Linked DNA regions of Mus musculus: regions 2, 3 and 4 are each linked to region 1. A link is a contact called in public Hi-C, HiChIP or PLAC-seq and capture Hi-C data. All regions are on one chromosome and are shown on one strand. Each heading gives the region's core, a stretch centred on a gene start, on an enhancer-like site or on the middle of the called end of the contact. The rest is flanking DNA. Distances are from core to core; before and after follow the strand shown.

Evidence for each region. A called contact is a pair of places that touch in the nucleus more often than the background predicts. HiChIP or PLAC-seq counts read pairs in DNA pulled down with a chosen protein or histone mark. Capture Hi-C pulls out chosen DNA fragments and counts their contacts.
Region 2: a contact with region 1 is called in a Hi-C map of the N1E-115 cell line, with 2.8 times the contacts expected there. The contact joins the enhancer-like site here to the promoter of Il15ra in region 1. A contact is called at or near these places in 4 of 39 promoter capture datasets (the 3T3-L1 cell line, the C10 cell line, pre-B cells and 1 more), 1 of 484 Hi-C or Micro-C datasets (the N1E-115 cell line) and 1 of 115 datasets of contacts at active chromatin or transcription factors (large pre-B cells).
Region 3: a contact with region 1 is called in a capture Hi-C map of embryonic stem cells, with 2.2 times the contacts expected there. The contact joins the promoter of E030013I19Rik here to the promoter of Il15ra in region 1. A contact is called at or near these places in 1 of 39 promoter capture datasets (the C10 cell line), 1 of 484 Hi-C or Micro-C datasets (embryonic stem cells) and 1 of 9 other capture datasets (embryonic stem cells).
Region 4: an H3K4me3 HiChIP or PLAC-seq map of bone marrow-derived macrophages shows a contact between it and region 1, with 4 times the contacts expected there. The contact joins the enhancer-like site here to the promoter of Il15ra in region 1. A contact is called at or near these places in 6 of 115 datasets of contacts at active chromatin or transcription factors (the 230-238 cell line, bone marrow-derived macrophages, double positive thymocytes and 3 more).

The regions. Positions count from the first base shown.
Region 1 is chr2:11,703,684-11,708,565 of GRCm38.p6, forward strand. Il15ra (interleukin 15 receptor, alpha chain) reads left to right here and starts at 2,029. Exons shown (of 7, transcript NM_008358.2): 1 at 2,029-2,261. The coding sequence starts at 2,165.
Region 2 is chr2:12,314,857-12,319,738 of GRCm38.p6, forward strand. No RefSeq gene overlaps it. Among named protein-coding and RNA genes, the nearest start is that of Itga8, 15 kb to the left of the region's middle. Within about 2 kb of position 2,700, at least 100 of the 459 cell types and tissues checked have an H3K27ac peak or open chromatin away from gene starts, as enhancers often do. A contact at or near this core is called in the N1E-115 cell line, where this site is marked.
Region 3 is chr2:12,298,594-12,303,475 of GRCm38.p6, forward strand. It overlaps E030013I19Rik (RIKEN cDNA E030013I19 gene), which reads left to right and starts at 2,653. Exons shown (of 2, transcript NR_040353.1): 1 at 2,653-2,996. It overlaps Itga8 (integrin alpha 8), which reads right to left and starts at 3,351. Exons shown (of 30, transcript NM_001001309.3): 1 at 2,984-3,351; 2 at 2,245-2,378. The coding sequence starts at 3,189.
Region 4 is chr2:11,190,765-11,195,646 of GRCm38.p6, forward strand. The region is part of intron 1 of Prkcq (protein kinase C, theta); the gene reads left to right. Among named protein-coding and RNA genes, the nearest start is that of Prkcq, 21 kb to the left of the region's middle. Within about 2 kb of position 1,882, at least 114 of the 459 cell types and tissues checked have an H3K27ac peak or open chromatin away from gene starts, as enhancers often do. A contact at or near this core is called in the 230-238 cell line, bone marrow-derived macrophages, double positive thymocytes and 2 more, where this site is marked.

The sequences.
Region 1 (4,882 bases), core at 779-3,278:
CAATAAAACTCTCCATGTGACCATTGTAAAGGCAGTGAAATGTGACTCCCTCTTAGAGAACCCCACACCCATCCCTGTTCTAAGGTGTGCTTTAACTCTCTAAGCTCCTCCTCTGAACCCTGAATTTAAAATATCTTTATTATATTTAATCCTGTGCCACATTGTCCAGTCCTGGCACTTTTTCTACATTGAAGCCACAAATTTCAGTTTGGTTTCAAAAAATTAAGGGCACTTATTGAGTTGCTGAGGGTGACACTAGGAAACTATGTTGCTGTCCCCACACAGCACACACAGAACCTCATGTGACCCGAGCTGGCAATGAAGTTGCTGTGTAGTAAGTCTGGCTTCTAGTCCTCTCGACTCTGCCTCCTATGAGCTGGGACTCAGGAGTGTGTACCACCATGCCTGGCTACCTCTCCTTTTTTGATATTTGAAAATGTCCATCATAAAAGGAGTGTTTCTAAGTTTGAAGCACATAAAATGTTGGCATTCATTATACTTTTTAAAAAACGTGTGTGAATGCTGACTATACATTTGTCTGTGTACTGTGTGCATGCAATGCCCAAAGATGAGGGAGCTGGATCCCCTGAAACCAGAATTATGGACAGTGATGAGCACCATGTGAGTGTTGGAACCCAGTACCTTTGGAAGAGCATACAGTTCTCTCTCTCTCTCTCTCTCTCTCTCTCTCTCTCTCTCTCTCTCTCTCTCTCCATCCAGTACTCTTAACCGCTGAGCTATCTCTCCAGGTTTTTCATTGACTATAAGAGACTGGAATATGTGGTTTCTGATCCTCTCTCTGAATTTTTATTGTGTGTATTTCATATTTATTGTGCCAATCTTAAGACTCTTTAGGGAAGAGGGTCAAGTATAGAGCTCACTGTTGTCCACCATGCCTAGGGGATGGGTGACTTCAATCACACGTCATTCCATTCTTTCCAAACAGAATCAGCATGCGTTCTCTCAGTAGCTTCATTATGGTGCCAGATTGTATTTAGGGACCTATAGACTGAAAGGCAGGCGTGTCTGTCTTCTTACGCCACATCTACATATTTAAGGGCGTTTCTGACTGAGCACTCATGTCCGTCTGTCCCCCCACCCCTTCCCCAGATCTGGTCCTCCACAGTATGGGACTTAAAATTCCAGTAAAGTTTTTTTTGTTTGTTTGTTTTTTGTTTTTAATTAATCCACACACTTAGAAGGGGATGTCTTTCTTAGACTCTGAAGAGTTGTGTATTGACTAAAGAAATTATATGTGAGGTACAAAGATGAATAATGTACCTTCCTTCTTTCTTCCTCCTCCTCTTCCTTTCCTCTTCTTCTCTCCCCTCCCCCTCTCCTCCCTCCTCTTTCTCCTCTTCTCCTTTTCCTTCTCTATATCTTTTTCTCTCCCCCTCTTCCTCTTCCCTGTCTTTCCTCCTTTTTCTATTCTTTCCCCTCCCTCTCCTCTTCACCCCTTCTTCCATTTCAAACACTTGGCACTTTCTTGAGTTGGAAAGGTACAGCCGGAAGAAGGCAAAGTGTCCAAGGCCTGGCCACTGCCAGCACCACTGCAGGCAGGCAGCCAGGAGCAGCTGTGTGGAAGCCAGGAGCAGCTTGGAGCCCGAGTGCACCAGGAAAGTGACCCGGGTGTAGAATCGTCCGCCCAGAACTTCCCGTTGGCTGCACTGGGGCGACACCTATGCAGTCGCCCAAGGACACAGAGCACGGACAGTCAAGCTCAGGGCTACTTAGAGGGAAACTCTGAAAGTTGAAATCTGAAGGTCAGCAGCCAGGACAGATGACAAGTGAACAAGGCTGAAGTCAGGTGTGGGCGCAGAGTGGATTCAAAGGAGTTTGCCTCTGCAGGGAAGACAGCATTAAGGAATGAAAAGGGAGATCGCCGGCTTCTACGGGTGAGGGCCCCCGCGCGCGCTTCGGGGGACAGGAGCAGCCCAACTGGGGAGGGGGCGTCACTGCAGGCTGCCGGGGCTTCTTCCAAAGCAGGGGTGGGGATGCTGAGTCACAGATCTGTCACCACTTCGCACCTCTCTGCAATCCGGGGGCTAAAGCAAAAGCGAAAGCGAATACTCCTTAGCAGCGGTCTGGTCCTGGAGCTGAGCTCGCCACCTCCCAGGGACCCCAGCCTTGCGTCCCGTTGGGTCACTGCTGGGGACAATTGGCCATGGCCTCGCCGCAGCTCCGGGGCTATGGAGTCCAGGCCATTCCTGTGTTGCTGCTGCTGCTGTTGCTACTGTTGCTCCCGCTGAGGGTGACGCCGGGTAGGGAGCATCATGCGCCGGAACAGGGGAGCAGAGGGGGACCCCAACGCCCAGCTGAACTTGATTCGTGTGTGTGTGTGTGTGTGGGGGTCACATCTTCTGGGAACTGAGCCAGGAGTCCAGCTGAGAGGATCGCAGTGGGTCTGGGGGTGATGGAGGGAGCTGGGTGGGGGTGGGGGGACACGTGGAGGGAGCCTGGGAGAGCGCAGATAAGAGAGTGGCCCCTTGCCCTGCTCTAGACTGGCTCCCGGACCATACGTGCAAGGGAGTTGAGCGATCCCACCGGCGTTTCGGCGACTTAGGGAGAGCAGGTCTGACAAGTTCGATAAGACTTAAAGAACTTAGAGAAATGTGTGAGTGTGCCTCTGCCAGCCCACCTGGCGCAGCTGTGGGGTGTCGCGCCTGTGGGGTTCCAGGAGGGGCTTGAGGAAAAACCACCCTTCATGACTTTCAGGTCAAAGTAAATTAGATGGAAGGCACTGGGCAAAGTACTGCGCTCCGCGGGAGGAAAAACAAAACAAAACAAACAAACAAACAAACAAAAACCACGTGTGGAGCAGGCAGGTTGCGCATCTGAACGCTACAAAACAGGTCCAGGTTCTCAAGCGCACTGGCAACTTGGGGCCCGGACGATTGGAGAGGAGGAGAGACTGTTTTCCCATGGAAGAAGGGGTGTCACATGTTCCAGAATGTGTCGTCTAGATCTAATCTCGGGAAGAATGAATTGAGACTCCTAGTTTTGTTCCAATAGGTCTAGAAGGAAAGAGCGAGAACAGTTGGGTCTAGCAACGTCCGGACCCAGGATGTCGCATCTTTTTATAAACATGAAATTCTTCAGAGTCTGTTAAAAAAATCTACGTACTCCCTGCACAGAAATGTGTGTGAAAGCACATGCTTGCAAATGTGCACAGGATTTGGGGACCGAGGACAATGACGTCATCCATGGACTTTCCTGCAAGTTAGCAATTCCTTAGCCCTGAGTGTGTTTTAAAGCAAGATTTCCCAGTGATGGGCGTCTGACTCAGTCTCCTTGGAACTTGGTCATAGTTATCCCACACAGACTTGAGCCTGGGGTTGGCTCTGTAGGGGTGTTACGGGGCTTCATTTATTCTTGGGTCCCCACCCTCCATCTGTAAAGCTGGAGTGTGTTGGTAAATTCCTCTTAACTGGATAGCAAAGAATGGTCCTGAGATTTCAGAAATAGCCTGCAGATATTCCAAATAGTCTGAAAGTGAATGTGGTTTCAGTCCAGCTCAGCTTAGAGGAAGCACCTCCTTGCCTAAAGTTCGGGCTCCACTGGTGCCATCAACTGGCACCTGAATCTTGGTTTTAAGAACAGCCTTATTGGGTCATAACTGACTCCAGGAAAACTGCAAATATTTAAGTTGTATGTTTCTTTGTGTTTCAGGATGAAAGTTACACTCTTGAAACTATCACCAAACCAAAGCAGGGTTACACCCATAACTAAGAAGTTCCCTGTGTCCTCCAAAATTCTTATCTCCTGCTCAACTCAGCAACAATTTAACTTTTTTTCCTTTGGATTTGTTGCACTTTCTAGTATTTTCTATAAGTGGAGTTATAAAGCACGCTACTCTTTCTTGTGTGGCTTATTTAGCTCAATCATTATTCTTTGTTCATGTTGTAATTGCATCAACAGTGAACTAGCACCCAGTGTAATGGAGTATTTTTATAATCCCAGCACTCTGAAGGCTGAGGCAGGAGGATTTCTAGTTAAAAGATAGTCTGGGCTATGTACTAAGACCTAAAAGCATAAACAAACAAACAAACAAAGAGATGGGTGGCTACTGAGGAGATGGCTTAGAGGGTGAAAATTCTTGTCATCCAGATCTGAGGACCTGAATCCATGGGAGTGGATGGACAGCACAATATGTTGGGGTGAGAGAGAGGCAGGGCAAAGAGGGGAGAATTCCAGGGGTGTGTGTATGAGGGGGGTGGGGAGGGAGGGAGAAAGAGAGAGAGAGGCTCAAACAATATGGCAGGTGAAAAATGATTCCCTACTCCCTTCCCCCAGTGCTGGGATTATGGGATGTGTGTGCATCCATACCCAGCTAAACTATGACTTATTTTTAGATCTGTGAATCAGCATTAGTTGCCTCCTGATTGTTGGGTATTTAAGTTGTTTCAGTATGGTAGTATTTAAGAGGCAACATGTTGGGAATCTGTATTCTTTATCCTCCTCTCCCTCCTCCTCCTCCTCCTCTTCCTCCTCCCTCTCCTTCTTTCCTTGAGATAGGGTCTTACTGTGTAGCACTGGCTGGCTTGGAACTCTATGTAGACCAGGCTGTCCATGACAGATATCTGCCTCCCAAGTGTGTGCCTGGCCCTGGTGACTCTCTTTCTTATAGAATCCCTCCATGACCTTGGTGTCATTCATCACCTATGGTAGTAAATGTGAATGGAAGGCTTTCTCCTAGGGAGCCTTAATACTCTTTTGGGCAATACAGTAGGGGACTCTAGGGTCTGTGGAGGAAGTACATTGCTAGGCTGCATGGTGGACATGTGCTCCAGGCATGTAGGGAACAAACCAGTCAGGACAGCCTGACAGCTGCAAGTGAGATTGCAGCTTCTGCAATAGTTCAGTGGGTGACAAAGGAATCCTG
Region 2 (4,882 bases), core at 1,450-3,949, 610 kb after region 1:
TCTGCAGTTTTCCTCCACAAACATATTACCCCAGTCTAATAGAAAAGAACGCCAGAGATACAAATTAAGAGACATCCTGAAAAGTACATTTTTTCAGAAGTCTCCGGACCATCAGAAAGAGGTGAAGTCTGAAAGCTGTCATGGCGTAGTAGAGGCAGAGGAGACATAATGACTCAAAGCCATGTCTGTTTCTAGGTACCAAGACAGGATCCTCAAACAGAAAAAGAACTGAAGACATCTTAGTAAGATATCAGTTTTGGGAATCACAGCATATTAGCCAGTATTAACAATAATAAACAAGTACTTCATAGTAGGGTAAGATTTTTTTGTTATTGTTTGTTTGGTTTTTGAGACAGGCTTTTTCCCTGGCTGTCCTGGAACTCACTCTATAGACCAGGTTGGTCTTGAACTTAGAGGTCCACCTGCCATTGGCTCCTGAATGGTGGGATTAAAGACATGTACTACCACCACCTGGCATAGTAATATAAGGTCTTAGCAGGTCATACTAGCTGCAAAGTGTTTGTATATATTATGTAGACAGTTGTTTCTCCTTATCTGTGGCAGATTGGTTGCAGAATATCCCACTGCAGGTACATCCCATTCCCCACTGAAATCTGAGTATACTCAAGTTCCTCATGCAAATTAGCATTGCATTTGCATATGACCTATTCCTGTGTGCCTCAGATGCTCTGTAGATTAACCATGATGCTTAACTAAAAACAATGCGAATGCTACATATAAGCCTTATACTCTTATTGTTCATGGGATAATTGTAAGCAAAAGTCTTAAAACATTTGGTACAGATTTTATTTTTTGATTCATTCAACATTCTTTCTCAGACAAGATCTGACTTGCAGTCTTCCTGCCTCAATTCCCCAAGTGTTAAGATAGATTGTAGGTGTGTGCCACCACAGCTAATACAACTTTAATTTTTAGAATATTTTTGTCCTCGGTTTAATGAAATGATACATACAGAGGGTGTGTGTGTGTTGGAAATTTTCTATAAATCTGAAGCTGTGTTTACAACAAACTGTAAAACATCTTTCTTACCACTTCTTTTTACATCATTTTCTGCATAATCCAAAAAGAATTTTGATAACCTCATATTGAAACACAGTTTGGGCTTTGTTTGATTGGTTTGCTTTGCCCCTTCCCCCACCATCTAGCAGGATGCATTCTTACAACCAATATTCTGCCATACACTGGCAGAAGCCTAGAGGTCAAAGAAACCTTTGGGAGGGTCTGCTCCTCTGTCCAGAGCAGCAGGGTCTACGCTCTGTACTAATACACATACACACAGAGTCCCTAGTTGAAGCCTTTCCACAGGAAACAGTACCTGCCTCTCCCTTAGTAGTCAGTTTCTCCCTTCATAGAGAATCCAAAAAATCCATGAAAACATTTGCTTGTAGATGTTTTGGATTAAATGCTCTATTGTCTTTTGTCCTTTGAGTTCTCTGCTTTCTTTTCCCACAGAGAAATTCCCAGATTTTTCTTTTTAAGATGAGGGGACCAAACCAGATGACCCATCTTGGCCCTCTGCCGGTCAGGCTCAAAAACAAAACAAAACAAAAAACAAAACAAAACGAAAGAAGCCAAGCGCCCTGCTGTGGTCTTTAAGCAACACTTCTACCTTTCATTCCTTAGTCCTTGTCAGCTGCACTGTTCCAGTAGCACTCAGAGTAATTGCCCAAACCTCATTCCTCCAGACCTTCAGCATGGGCTCTGGACCAAGGCCTTGCTCCAGCTGTGCTGGCCCCGGGCTTTTTAACTCTTTCCTTCCCTTGAAGCTGGTTCCGGAGTGAGTCAGTGATAGAGGAAAGCAGATGCACTCTCTCCTCACAAGTTCACGAGCTGTGTACAAGGACAGGCAGACAGGCGAGGCACTGAGATCTCAGAAACAGAAAGCGCAGGTGATGCCTCTGTCCATCATGGAGAGCTCACACCCCAGTGGCTGGGTAACAATGATGGCTACTTATTGCCTTGCATGAGCTCTTTCCTTGTATGATTCAGCACAATCCTTGTGACATAGACACTCTTGTTTTCTTCCTGTACTGATACCCAGGGTCATGCAAATGTTCAGTGGTGGAGAGTGAGGGAGGGAGAGAGGGAGGGAGGGAGGGAGGGAGGGAGGGAGACAAAGAGAGAGAGAGAAAGAGAGAGAGAGAGAGATTGAGATTCTAGAACTCAGCTCTCACAATATCAGCTTCTAGTTATTTTTAACAGCAACCTAATTGCTCCTTTGGAGAAATACTATCTCGTTTCTATCTTTGCCGTTGGCCTCTAGAAACCATGTGATGGTTTACATCTATAAAGGGTCATTACAATTCTAAGAGCGATAGCTATTTGTATAAAGGGAGATGGTGCAATTGATATTTACTGGTTGTTTGCCTATCAGTATTCACCAGTCTTTCCTTATTTGTGGCTCATCTCCTGCCACTCACTCACTCATTCCTCCATTACTATCAAGTGGGAAAGACTCACCAGTCAGTCCATGTATAGGCTCTGACTGGTATAAACAAAACAGTTTCTGCCACCCGCTCTTCCATGGACAAAAATCGGCAGGGATGAGATGAGGTTTGAGTCTCAGGCATAGCCAGGCAATGCCTGACAATTAGTCACTGATTGGTCCAGGCTCAGCCAACCGTGGTGGAGAGTGAAGCTTTCTGTCTTCCTGGTTGGGAAAGAGGAAGTCTACTGGGCCAACTGCTGACAGCAGCCATCAGAGCAGAGAAATGGAGAAATGAGCAAACCACAGAAAGATGGCAACACATCAGGGCTTTCATGGGATAGAGAACACCCAGTGTCTGCCTCACTCCCCTCTGGACGTTTCTGACGTATGAGTTATACTTAATGCCTTGTTTAAGTCCCTTTTAGTTGGAGTTTCATTTATATCTATTTCAAATAACTTGTTATTTTTAGGCATATAAACACTAAGCGTTTAAATAGAGTTTTAAAAATAAATTTCACAAGAAAGTTTAAAAAGCATTTTAGACTGAGTTGCTGTCTGTGGCCTGCACACTTAGTCCCAGCATTCAGGCAGCTAAGGATGATGGGAGCTTGTGGCTAACCTAAAATAAGTAGCCAGATTCTCTGAAGGATTTTGTTTGTTTGTTTGTTTGTTTGTTTGTTTGTTTGTTTTTGTTTTTGTTGTTTTTTTAGTCTAGAGGTTTAAAGCAGATATCCAGAGATTACACAAATTTGGGCCTCTAACTTCTGGAGAAGAAGTGAGTGTAGAGTTTGGTGATGCTTTGCTTCCGTGAGTAGCTGGGAGGCAGCTATAACAGATGTGTACTTAATTGGCCTGTGTCATGCTGGTTTCAGACTGTAGCTCACAATTGTCTTGGATTTTGTTGCTAAAAACACTCCTGTTTTTGCCAAATAACCATGCTTTGGAAGCATGCCATGGCAAATGTGGACAGCTTGCTGTAGTGGATGGAGATTTGTGCTTTGCGCAGGACTGAGGGAGACTATTAGATTATCGTAATAAGAGAGGGAAGACCCTGGGATAAACTCATTTGATTTATTGCTCCGTGGTTTTAAATGTACAGCTTCACTTCTGATGGCCAGTAGTGAAGAGGGAAGATGATGGTGATATGTGCTTAGGACTTGAAAATGTGTGGCTGTGTGCATAGCCAGGACATTCTTTCCAAGTCCCTTCTAATGTTCTCCTTAGGTCAGAAGGCCAACGACAATCAAGAAGTAGTTGGGATGTCACAAGCTAAGTTCAAGCTTGACCAAGTTAGAAACATATGGTCTGACCAGGAGCAGCTTTCTAATCTAATCTAGAATACTATGTCTTCAGCTTTCCTGTAACTTTGTGGACCCAAGATGGCTCTGAGGACATAGTTCACAGGCCAGCTTTCTGCTCTGCTATTAGAAAAATAAATAAAAGAGAGAGAGAGAGAGAGAGAGAGAGAGAGAGAGAGAGAGAGAGAGAGAGAAAGGTCAAGGTTGGCTTGGCAGTGGTTAAAACAGAAGCGTTCTGAACTTTCTTGCCCACTTCTGTTTCTTCTAACAGGAACTGCTGTCTGTGACCATTGAAATGTGGGTTGGCACAAGCCATACAGTGTTCTCTTAGGAACAAATGAGATCTGGATCTTGCCAAGGACCAGCCTCTGCTTGGAGAGGGTTCTGAAAAAAAAAAGGGGGGGGGTTGCTTAAGAGCAGCAAAAACAAATGACTCGAAGTCAAATGGTAGGTCCAAGATGGCGGCCTATGTTTTGAGGGAGGTGGCTCCCTAGACAGCTATAGCTCCTGGCTCTGTAATCTGGTTGAGACAGCTTTTTCAGACTGTTTCTCTCTTCCTCTCTTTCTCTCTCTCTCTCTCTCTCTCTCCTTCCCCGTGTGTGTGTGTGTGTGTGTGTGTGTGTGTGTGTGTGTGTGTGTGTGTGTGTGGTTGAGACAGCTAGCCTTTTGCTCCAGGCTCTCTCTGGTTGAGACAGCCCTCTATGCTAGTACAAGTTCTAAAAGCCCTCTGGATAGCTCATGGTGTTTCTGACTAAAGTCAGCGGGTGGTTACTCCCAAGATATAAGTAGCACTATTGCATTCATGGGACTCCTTGTGCAGTCAGTCATTTCTGTGGTTTGTAGGCTTTACAACTGGATAGTACCATTGATTGCATGGTGTCTTTTTTCTGCTATGAGAGCTAGTCAGAGAGGAGATGTCCAGGTCAGCTCCAGTCTGATTCCTTTAGGTCTTCTATCTAAAGTCTCTGGTGTCTTTAGTAATCAGGTCTTATCTTCAAATTCTGGGAGGCAGCCAAGAAAAATGGCAATGCCTAAATTGTTTGAGGATTCTCTTCAACGCCCTTTAGTAGCAACTTGAATGGAGGTTTCTCATGCCTGGCCCTGAAGCTTTAGTATATGGTCTATGACTCTTGGG
Region 3 (4,882 bases), core at 1,403-3,902, 600 kb after region 1:
CTACTGTAATTTAAATGGAAAGTGGCTGGAGAAGCCAATTTTAAAGCCAGTTTAATACCTGGATTCTATGGCTTTTATCTTCTGAATCATGGCATCAGCTGAAGTTAGCCCTTAAAAAGACGTTCATCTGGGCAGAGAGATGAATATCTGGACAGATATCAATTCTTCTTTTAGAATGTTAAAAGAAAATGCTAACTACATGCTGATTTCATGTACTCTAGAATGTGCTAGAAAGTTATTAAATTCATTTGTATAACTAGCCAGTGCTACTTGATGAAAAAAAAAAAACCCAACCATTTCATCATTTAAATGCTTCCTTTCTTGAATGTAAATTAAAATAGTACAATACCTTGTATCTTTCTGTTTCAAGGTTTGGATTTAAATTACCTTTGAAAAAGATAGATTAGTGGCTGGAGGGAGGGCTACGTACTTGCGATACCTTGCTATTCTTCCAAAGGATGGGAGTTCAGTTCCCAGCCCCTACATCATGTGATCCAACACATGCTTCTTGCTTCCATGGACACCATACATATGTACCAAACATAAGCGGATGCACACAGAGATAAATACAAATAAAGCTTACAAGACTTATTTGCTCGGATAATTAAAGTGGTATTGATTTCATGCTTATATGATCAAACCTTAGATGCAGTCTTGGTGTGTGCTTGTGTGCGTGGTATATGGATGTGTGCACACATGTGTGCAGATGTGCTTGCCCAAGTAGCATCTGTGGAAGCCAGAGTTTGAGGCTATATTCTTCCTGATCACTATTGCCTTATTGTTTGAAGCGGGGCCACTCATCGAACCTAAAGATCACTGTTGTTTTAGCTAAGATCAGGTGACTAGAAAGTGCCTTAAAGGCTCTTGTCTACCAGTCCCCCTGTGCTGAGGTCACAAGCACACGCCGTGGCCTAGCTTTGACATGGAACTGTGGATTGTAGCCAGCTCTTTCCCCACTGAGCACCCCCCTGCACCACCACCACCACCACCACCACCCCCGTCCCAGGAACTTATTCTGATGTAGAGATCAGTAAGGATCAAAACGCCACTGTTTTATTCACAAACGATTTAAAAGTTCCAGTTGCTAAATGTGAATGTAAATAAAGTAAAGCCTTATAAATCTGTTTTCAAATAACTGAACCATTAATAAAATAACAAACAAGATAGTATGACAATGGATGGGCATGGAAATATAAATTCAAAATGTTTTTTATGAAATGTTTTTCTAATTGGGTCATAATTCAAGGTAAAGATTGCATAATTTTTCTTCAAAATGATTTCCATATTGATAGTCCCTCTCAACAGAAATGACACAGATTAACGTCATGGGTACATACCACCCAATCAATTTTTTCAAAATTCTGTGAAAATGCACATTTACATAAATCCTAGATGCATAAGTTAGATAACCACAGGACCACAGGGAAAGTAAGAACAATGTCCTAAAGTATGACGTGTACAAGGAATCTTAATTTATTGCCCATCACGCCGTCATTTGACCTGACATATTTGCATCTTTGAAAAAAAAGAGGGTATTCTCTAATAATATATGTTATTTGAATGCTAACATTTGGGTGCTACAAGCTAAAACACCGAGTGATGGTGTTTTCAAAACACCCCTTTTAAATTATTTTCTTAGGATCCAAGTTAAAAACAGCAGATGAAATGGTATTTTCCCTTTAATTAAATAAGAAACATCTGTCTGGGGGATTTTTGGAAATGAATATAATCCATCCACACTCTGCCTGTAGTATTTTGCATCTAATGTCCAGTATTTTGAAAGAAAATTCTTTCTGTAAAGAATTAGAATGTCAAGCACCCCAGGTTGCAGTCTGGATCTACTACAGGGCAAGTCTCACCTCCGGACTTGGGAACTAGAGAATTACAAATACTCCAAGCGAGTCCTTTATCAGTCTCCACCTCTATATTTGAGGACCAACCCGATTCTCTATAGTGTAGGTTATTTTGTAACTCTGGCCGGCCTCGAACTCACAGACACCAGCCTGCCTCTGCCAACCAAGTATTAAGCCTGTGCTCCCCTCCCCTCACAGCTGTGGGTTTCTACTGGTCCCAAGCACCTCCTCCCCTAGTGTTCACCTCTGAACAGTAGGGAAACGGATGTTACCAGATGCATCCAAACACTCAGATTTACATTAGGAGGGGGGGAAAGAACACTAAATTGCCGCGAGGAATGGCTCTGGTTCTTTTCAACCAGGGGCCACACTACAGGTTAGCATCACTTACTGGTGGTGTCAAACGGTATCTGCTTGCACTGTGCAGACCTCTCTGAGGGCCAGGGACAGTAGTAGACAGCTCCCCCTTCTACGATATCCGGCTGGCTAGTGTTGGCTTTGGGTGCCCCCACTAAGACACTGGCTCTGCAAAGAGATTGGAGAAAGTCACTCCTCTGGGAACATTTACCCGTGTGCCCAGTCTGTAGAAGCATGCCCACCGGACTGCGGCAGCAGCGGCAGGCACAAACAGGTTTATTGTGGAAAGACTGCCAAACTTGATTTCCTCTTTGGAAGCCTATGAGCACCAGAAACCTGGTTTTGGAAGAGGCTGCTAATGGTTCTGCCTGTCTAGGTGGAGGTAGGTGGAGACTGTGATGGGGAAGGCAGATCCCAACTGTCTGCAACCTAAGGCGCTATGAGATTCCGTAGGAACAGACTGCGCGGTCCTTATTTTAAAACTGACCTGAGTCTGTCCCGCCCCACTCTCTCCTTTGTATAATGCTCTTGTCTTTGAATCCGAACTTATATACCAGTGGAGCATCTCCAATCCCAGATTCATGGGCACATCTATTTAGCATAAGTCAGGAGGAAAGATGTTGGTAGCAGGCAAAGAGCAGAATCCGACCCGGAGTGGGCAGTTGCCTGAAATATCAGACATCCTTTCCTCCTGGCTGCGGAGACCTCTGAGAGACAGAGACAGGACCTGGAATCGCGCGCCACCAAGCCACCAACCCAACCCAGCAACTTACGTGCGCGCATCAGGTATGTAGAAGTCCAGTGAGTAGCCGAAGTAGCTGCCCTCGGGGCCACTGTACACAGTGAGCTTGTCCACATCCAAGTTGAACGCCAGACACGCAGGGGACCACAGCATCCCCAGCGCGGCCGAGACGCAACAGAGACGCGCGAACGGAGGTGCCCGGTTCCCCGGGGGACCACAGTGGGTTCCCGCAGACATCGCCCTCCTTCCCGAACGCTGTTCACCCGGGATCGGGAGCCGTGGAGCCCAGAGGAGAAGGCCTGACGCTCCCCAGAGGCCGGTGTCCCGGGTCGGTGAGCTAGGAGCGTCCACAGTGACAGTCCTCTCGCCCTGTGCGGCCCGCCGACCCCGCTGCTCTGGGCTTGCAGCAGCGGATCCCGCGCTCGACCCTCTCCAGCCCCTGGCTGGGGCCGGCGCGCTCTTCGCGCCCTCTAGCGGCTAGTTCTCAGGCTGCAGGACGGAGCTTGCGGTCTAGGACCGGGCAAGTGCCTGTTGAGCCCGCTAGATTTCGAGTCTCTAGTTTAAGGACCATCTAAATTTTATGGATGTCACCTCAAGTCATTGTTTTGGAGAAGCGGTGTTCCATATGCGGCGAGAATTTAATGATTTCCCAATATTGCGCAGCTCGGATACAAGCATACAAAAGAGTATACCAACTCCAGAAAAGAGTGGTTATATGGCTGTCACCTCTACCTTTGAGGGTAAATCAGTTTCTTCCTCAGTAAATGGGATTTGATAATGGAATGTAAGAACCCTCTTCCTCTCCTATTCCGCTGACATACTAATACAAAAATCCTGTAGGTTTTCTCAGTCTTTCTCAAGGGCATCTCTGGCACATTGTATGATTTGGTATAAACCTCTATCCTATGAGGTTGTGATGAAGGACTGCAAAGTCAGAAATGCTGCAGTTAACAGTTTTCAAAAGCAGGGCTTGGGAGTGAAAGTTTGAGACAACAGGATCTCTTCCTCACCAGTACTAGTTGTTGATCTTTCGAGGAGCCCGAAGGTGAAGGGAGCAGACTAGAACTGTGTGTATAAATGGTTTTTTATAAATACAAACTTTTCAGGACATAGATTGGTGATAAAAAAAACAACATGACTCTGAGGTCACACAGAATTTAAGTGTAGGCAAAGAAGTGTGGGACATGGTGACACATACCTGAAATCCCAACACTGTTTTGTTTGGGGGCAGGGGCTGTAATAAGAGGATCTTTTGTTGGACAGCCTGGGCTAACCTAACAAGTTCAAGACTAGCCTGAGAAGGCTGTGTTAAATATATATATATATATATATATATATATATATATATATATATATACACACACACACGTGTGTGTGTGTGTGAGAGAGAGACAGAGACAGAGACAGAGACAGAGAGACAGAGAGAGAGACAGAGAAGGGGCAAGCTGTTTCTGGGTAATTTCAGGAAAGTTGGAAACAAATTTAGATGTAGACAAGAATTTGAATAGGAGACTTAGATTTGGACCTCCCGGAAGCAGATGAGGGAAACACTGAAGGCACTAATCTCCTAGCATTAGATGACCATGTACAAGATCGTAGTGAAAAGGAGTATCCAAGGAGTGGTCTGAAATAGGGCTGGATGGATCCTGAGACCAGGGATCCAGGCAAAAGTAGCCAAAGCAGAAATATGATAGGCACCAGAGATTCAAATGTCCAGTGGCAAGTCATCTGAATAAAAAGAAAGCAGGGATGGACAAGGGAATCCCAACCTGGTTGACAAGACAAAAGGAGAAAAGGGCCATGAAAGTTAAGGAAAAGGCTGAGATTGGGGGAGGATGCACAGCAGAAAGGATCTAAGCTGAGTCTTAAGTTACCTACTTAGGAGAAAATAAGTGAAGTGAGTGGATGAATAAGATGCCAACTTACTCAT
Region 4 (4,882 bases), core at 632-3,131, 510 kb before region 1:
TTAAATTTTATTCATTTTTTTTCCTGCTCATTTTAACTTTCATTTCTGTGTTGTTGATGGGGGGGGTTGTTCCTTGTTTACTTTTGTTTCTTATTTTGTCAGAGAGAGAAGAGAGAGAGAGTTAAAACAAGTGTGTTATACCGCCCCCACCAGAAAACCGCTGACAATGGTATGCTTTGGTTTTTTGATTGGTTATTAAAAAGAAAAAAAAAACTCAGAATTTTAATGGAGTTTTCATATTTGAGAAAATGGGCAATTTTCAAAAGCAAAGCAATTAATCGAATATAATTATAGTGGAAAAGCAGAGGTGTACCTGTCTGGTCGAGCGCTTAGGGAGCATGCACAGAGCCGCAGCACTGTGCAGAGGGTGGTAGTGCTCACCTGTGATTGGGAGACAGAACGAAGAGGATCAGAGGTTCAAGGTCACCTTGGTTACAGGAAAGTTCATGGCTAGGCTGGGCTGTGAGCGACTCTGCCTCAAAAATAAACAAATACATCCATACTAGCCCTGGAAATGAATACATGAAAACAAATTAGATTCAATAACTGCCTAGGTAGAGGACGTTCATGACCCTCTTTCTAGGGAGCTGCAGTCAGTAAGGCTTCCCTCAGTGTCACCATCCTGCCACAGCAGACCCACCAGTGCTAGAGTGTTCTGTTTGTCTGGCGAATGTGAGGAAGCATATGTGGTGTGTGTAGTCTTGTGTATCTGCACACATGTGGAGGTGCATGCCTATGTAGAAGCCAGGGAAGGACACTGGGTGTCTTGCTCTATTATCTCTGCATCATTGCCTTGAAGCAGGCCTCTCACTCAATGTGGAGCTACCTCGCTAGCCTGGCAACTTGTGAGTCTCTGACATGACAGTGTTGAAGTGATGGACCAAGTGTTTGGCCACAGCCAGAGGGTGCCAGGGATCATAGAAATCAAGTATTCACCCTTACCTGGCCCTTTTCCACTGAGCCATTTCCCCAGGTCCTAGCTAGTGATTTTAGGTTTCAATCATATATATATTCAGTCATAGAAGAAGGGAAGACACTATGAAAGGTATAAAATAAGTCTAAGTGCCCTAACCTGTTGGGAAGAAACCCTTCAGACCAGTGGTTCTTAACCTTCCCAATGCTGTGGCCCTTAGTTCTTCATGTTGTGGTGACCACTAATCATGAAATTATTTCATTTCTACTTCATAACTTTAATTTTGGTACTATTATGAACCATAATGTAAATATCTGATAGACAACCCCCAAAGGGGTTGTGTGGGACTCACAGGTGGAGAACCACTGCCTTGGAACATTTCTTCCTACAAAATATTGTAGAAAATTTTCACCACATTCTTTTCCAATGCCTGAAATTCTCTGCCACCTTAGGACTTTGAAAGGCACGGATCACCTTAAAAACCCAGGTTCCGTGGACATTCCACGACACCTTAGCCTGGTTTAGTCAATGAGCAGAAACTGGACATTTTTTTAATTTTAAACTTTAAATTTGCCTTATTTGAGTTAAATATTTCTTGATCAGATATCTAACCACATTGGACATAATTTTGTGTATAGAGAGGAAAGAGGGATAAAAGGAGAAGATGCTAGCTAGCCCTCAGAAGACCTGTCTGTTGGAGAAGAAAGCAAACAGGGCTCGGTGAGAGCAGGTTGAGTAATGGCCGGTGCCTGAAGAATCCAGACAAGGCTGGGAAGCTCAGGGGAACTTCTGCAACCCCAGCAGCTTTCAGATTGTTTAACGTATGACTCAGAAAAAAAAAAATCTCATACATTCTCACTGCCGCAAAATCATGGTTAAGAAAAACAAAGGCACCATTAGACAGCGTAGAAGCAGCATGGCCACCCTCTCTGCTAGACCCACACATCCTTGAGTGCTCCCCTTGGGTCCTCTAGAAGGGCTCAAAGCACACGTGACTCTCTTTTTCTACCCTGGATTCTTTTGTTACTACATAGCGCCTGGGTCTTGGTAGTGGGCAGTGAATGCCAGCTCCTAGGTGAATCTTCTCTTACCTAAGCCGACAGCTGTAATCCTTATTCATAAGGTTCATCTCTGCTTTCACTTTTGATCCTTAACCTTTTATTGCCTATGGCTGAATTATTTCACAGCTAGGAAAATGAGCAGCAGAATGCTTGAGAATGGCTTAGTGAATTCCAACTCATAAATAAAGCTCAGACAGAAAAGCTTTCGCTTTCTGTTCTCCTTTGACCTTCAGCCTGTGTCACCTCCAGAGGCAGTTTTGCCCTGCTGTGCGGTTATGGTCATTTATGCTTGTAATCTACTCTGCAAATACTTCCTGGGAAAGGAACCACAGTCGTTGGTTTCTACACGGAGTTTTTCTTGCCCTCTTTTCTTACACCCTAAAGATACAATCCACCTCTTGAGAAATTCCTCAGGTCTTTGCACGCAAAGATGAAGGTAGCTCCAGACTCCACAGCTTCAATTTAACAAGTCTTGTTTTCCTTCCTGCATCAAGGTGAGGATTCTCCCACAGAGACAAGTTAATACCTTCTTCCAATGAGCAGTGATTGCCTCCAGCATCTTGAAACAAAGCCAATGTAGAAAGTTTTTCTGATCTTCACTTCCCGCCCAGAGCGTTTCCTGCTACAGCATCAGCTGTGTTGCTTACCCGGTATCCGCTATCTCCCTTTTCTGGTTGTATTTTATCTAAATCATCTTCACTCTAGTTGAGCTAAGGCGGTGTGGTTTTGCAAATTAAATCAGTTGTGGGTTTCTGCATATGTCTCCTCCCTGTGTTTACTAAGCTTTTTTTTTTTTTTAATTTTATTTTAAAAATATTGTATGTCTGTTTTTATCTTAGCAGCTGTGAAGGGAGGTTTGTTGGACTCAGGGCTCTTTTCAACCAAATCCCAGGCAATTTAGAAGGATGTGCTTGTAAGAAACAGGAATAAATGCTGTTGTGAGAGTGTCCCTTAAATATTGATGGAGTGAATTCCCTTTAAAATTTAAGTACATGCGTGAGAGATTATCTTGCACATACTTAAAAGAGTTCATGAGTCTAGATTTACACCTTTGTTTGGAGGCAAAGTCTGACATGTTCTTCCTTGCTGTTTTTCTGCGTGGTGCAGGCCAGATGGCCCCCAGGCCTCGCCTGTGTGCACCTCTTGTCTCTTCTTACCTCAAAAAATTCTGGGATTGCAGGTGCATGCAGCTGCCTAAGGGTTTTTTTTTTGTTTTTGTTTTTGTTTTGTTTTGTTTTGTTTTGTTTTGTTTTTTGGGTTTTTTTTTTTTCATAGTTTCTCCCGAAACTATGAAAAACTATGATCCACAGTTGAAACATCAGGTTTATGTGGCAGGTTGTTTTACCCACTGAGCCATCTCAACGCCTCCCCCCCCCCCCCCAAAAAAAAGGCAATTTTTAAGGAAGACAAGTCACACGGTCAGTGTAGAAAAGGAACAGGCCACATAAAAAGGCAGTTTGCTTTAGCTCCATCATTACGATCTGGGGAAACACATATGACATTCTCACCCTAACAGATTGGTCCTGGTGATTACTGAATGCAGTAGATAAAACAAGATTAAATACATGTGCAGAATTTGTAACATGGACACAGTGAGGGAGGCGAAGGACTCATGGGTGGTTCTAGTATTTCTAGCTGGGAAGATTTAGTAGGCCATGATGCTACTGCTGAAGACAAGACCTAGAAGAGAAACGTAGGTGTCTGAGGAAAGGCAGAAATCCTATCTGGCTTGGCTATGCATGTGAGACTGTGAACCGCTTGGGTAAGATGCACAGTTGAAATTTTGAGAATGAAAGAAGTGCATATATATATATATATATATATATATATATATATGTATTGTCCAGGAAAGAAGTGCTTGTCAAAGTTGATCACGGTGTTGCACATGCCATCAAGACAGAGACAGACAATTTCGATTGGCCAAAATGTTTTTTTAGAAAAGAAGGGAGTAAAGGAAAGCCCAGATGGGTTCCATAAAGCCACTGAGGAGACAGGACCAACTGCAGACAGAGCACAGTCTGTGGTGAGGCCAGCAGGCAGCAATGGCAGGTGTGATTGATACTGGGGGGAGGGGGAAGCAAGGGTTTGTCCTTAGTAGTTGGTCCTCTCAGAGCACAGGATGGCTAGTGTGGGCCATGTGAAAAAACCAGCAGAGGGGGATGGGAGGGAGTGACTGGAAGAGAAGGTCACAGAGATGGCCTAGGAAACTTACTGGCAAAGGGTAGGGGTAACGCCACCCTGTGGGAGAAACATGTCAGAAGTTGGTTGTTGAAAATGCAAGCCCTGCATTGTGCCTGTCAGTGGAAGTAGGGGTGACAGAAATCACAAGAATGACAGGGGCCAAGTGAAAGACCGGCAGTGGAGGCATAGCCAGGGGAAGGATCAGGTGGTGTGTGGAGCCTTCCTTGGAGTGAGGTAGCTGGAGAGAGCCAAGAGGAGAGGAAGCTGAGTGAACTCGCGTCTTGTGGCTTTCATTTTCTCTTCAAAGCAGAAAAGCTCACCTGCCTAGGGTGGAGAAGGAACATCAATGGTTTGGGAAATTAAAGAAAAACAACTGTGAGACCGCCCATCTAGGAAATTCAAAAGGCAACACATCAAGATGAGATTTTAAAGAAAGATTATAGGCAAATCCAGTAACAAACAAACCAACCAACCAACAAACAAACACACACACACATAGGCTTAGATTAGATATTCAGGGTTGTTTTTGCAATTTTGGTAGAAAGATATTTTAACAGCATTTTCCACTTAACCTTTGTCTGTCTCAAACAGGGTTTCGCATAGCCCAGGCTATCCTTGAACTCCTGATCTTTGTGCCTCTACCTCCTGAGTGCTGGAATGACAGACATGTGTGCCACCCCAGGCTCCTTTAATTAACTTTAAGTGTACACCGTCTGTGGGTTTGCGA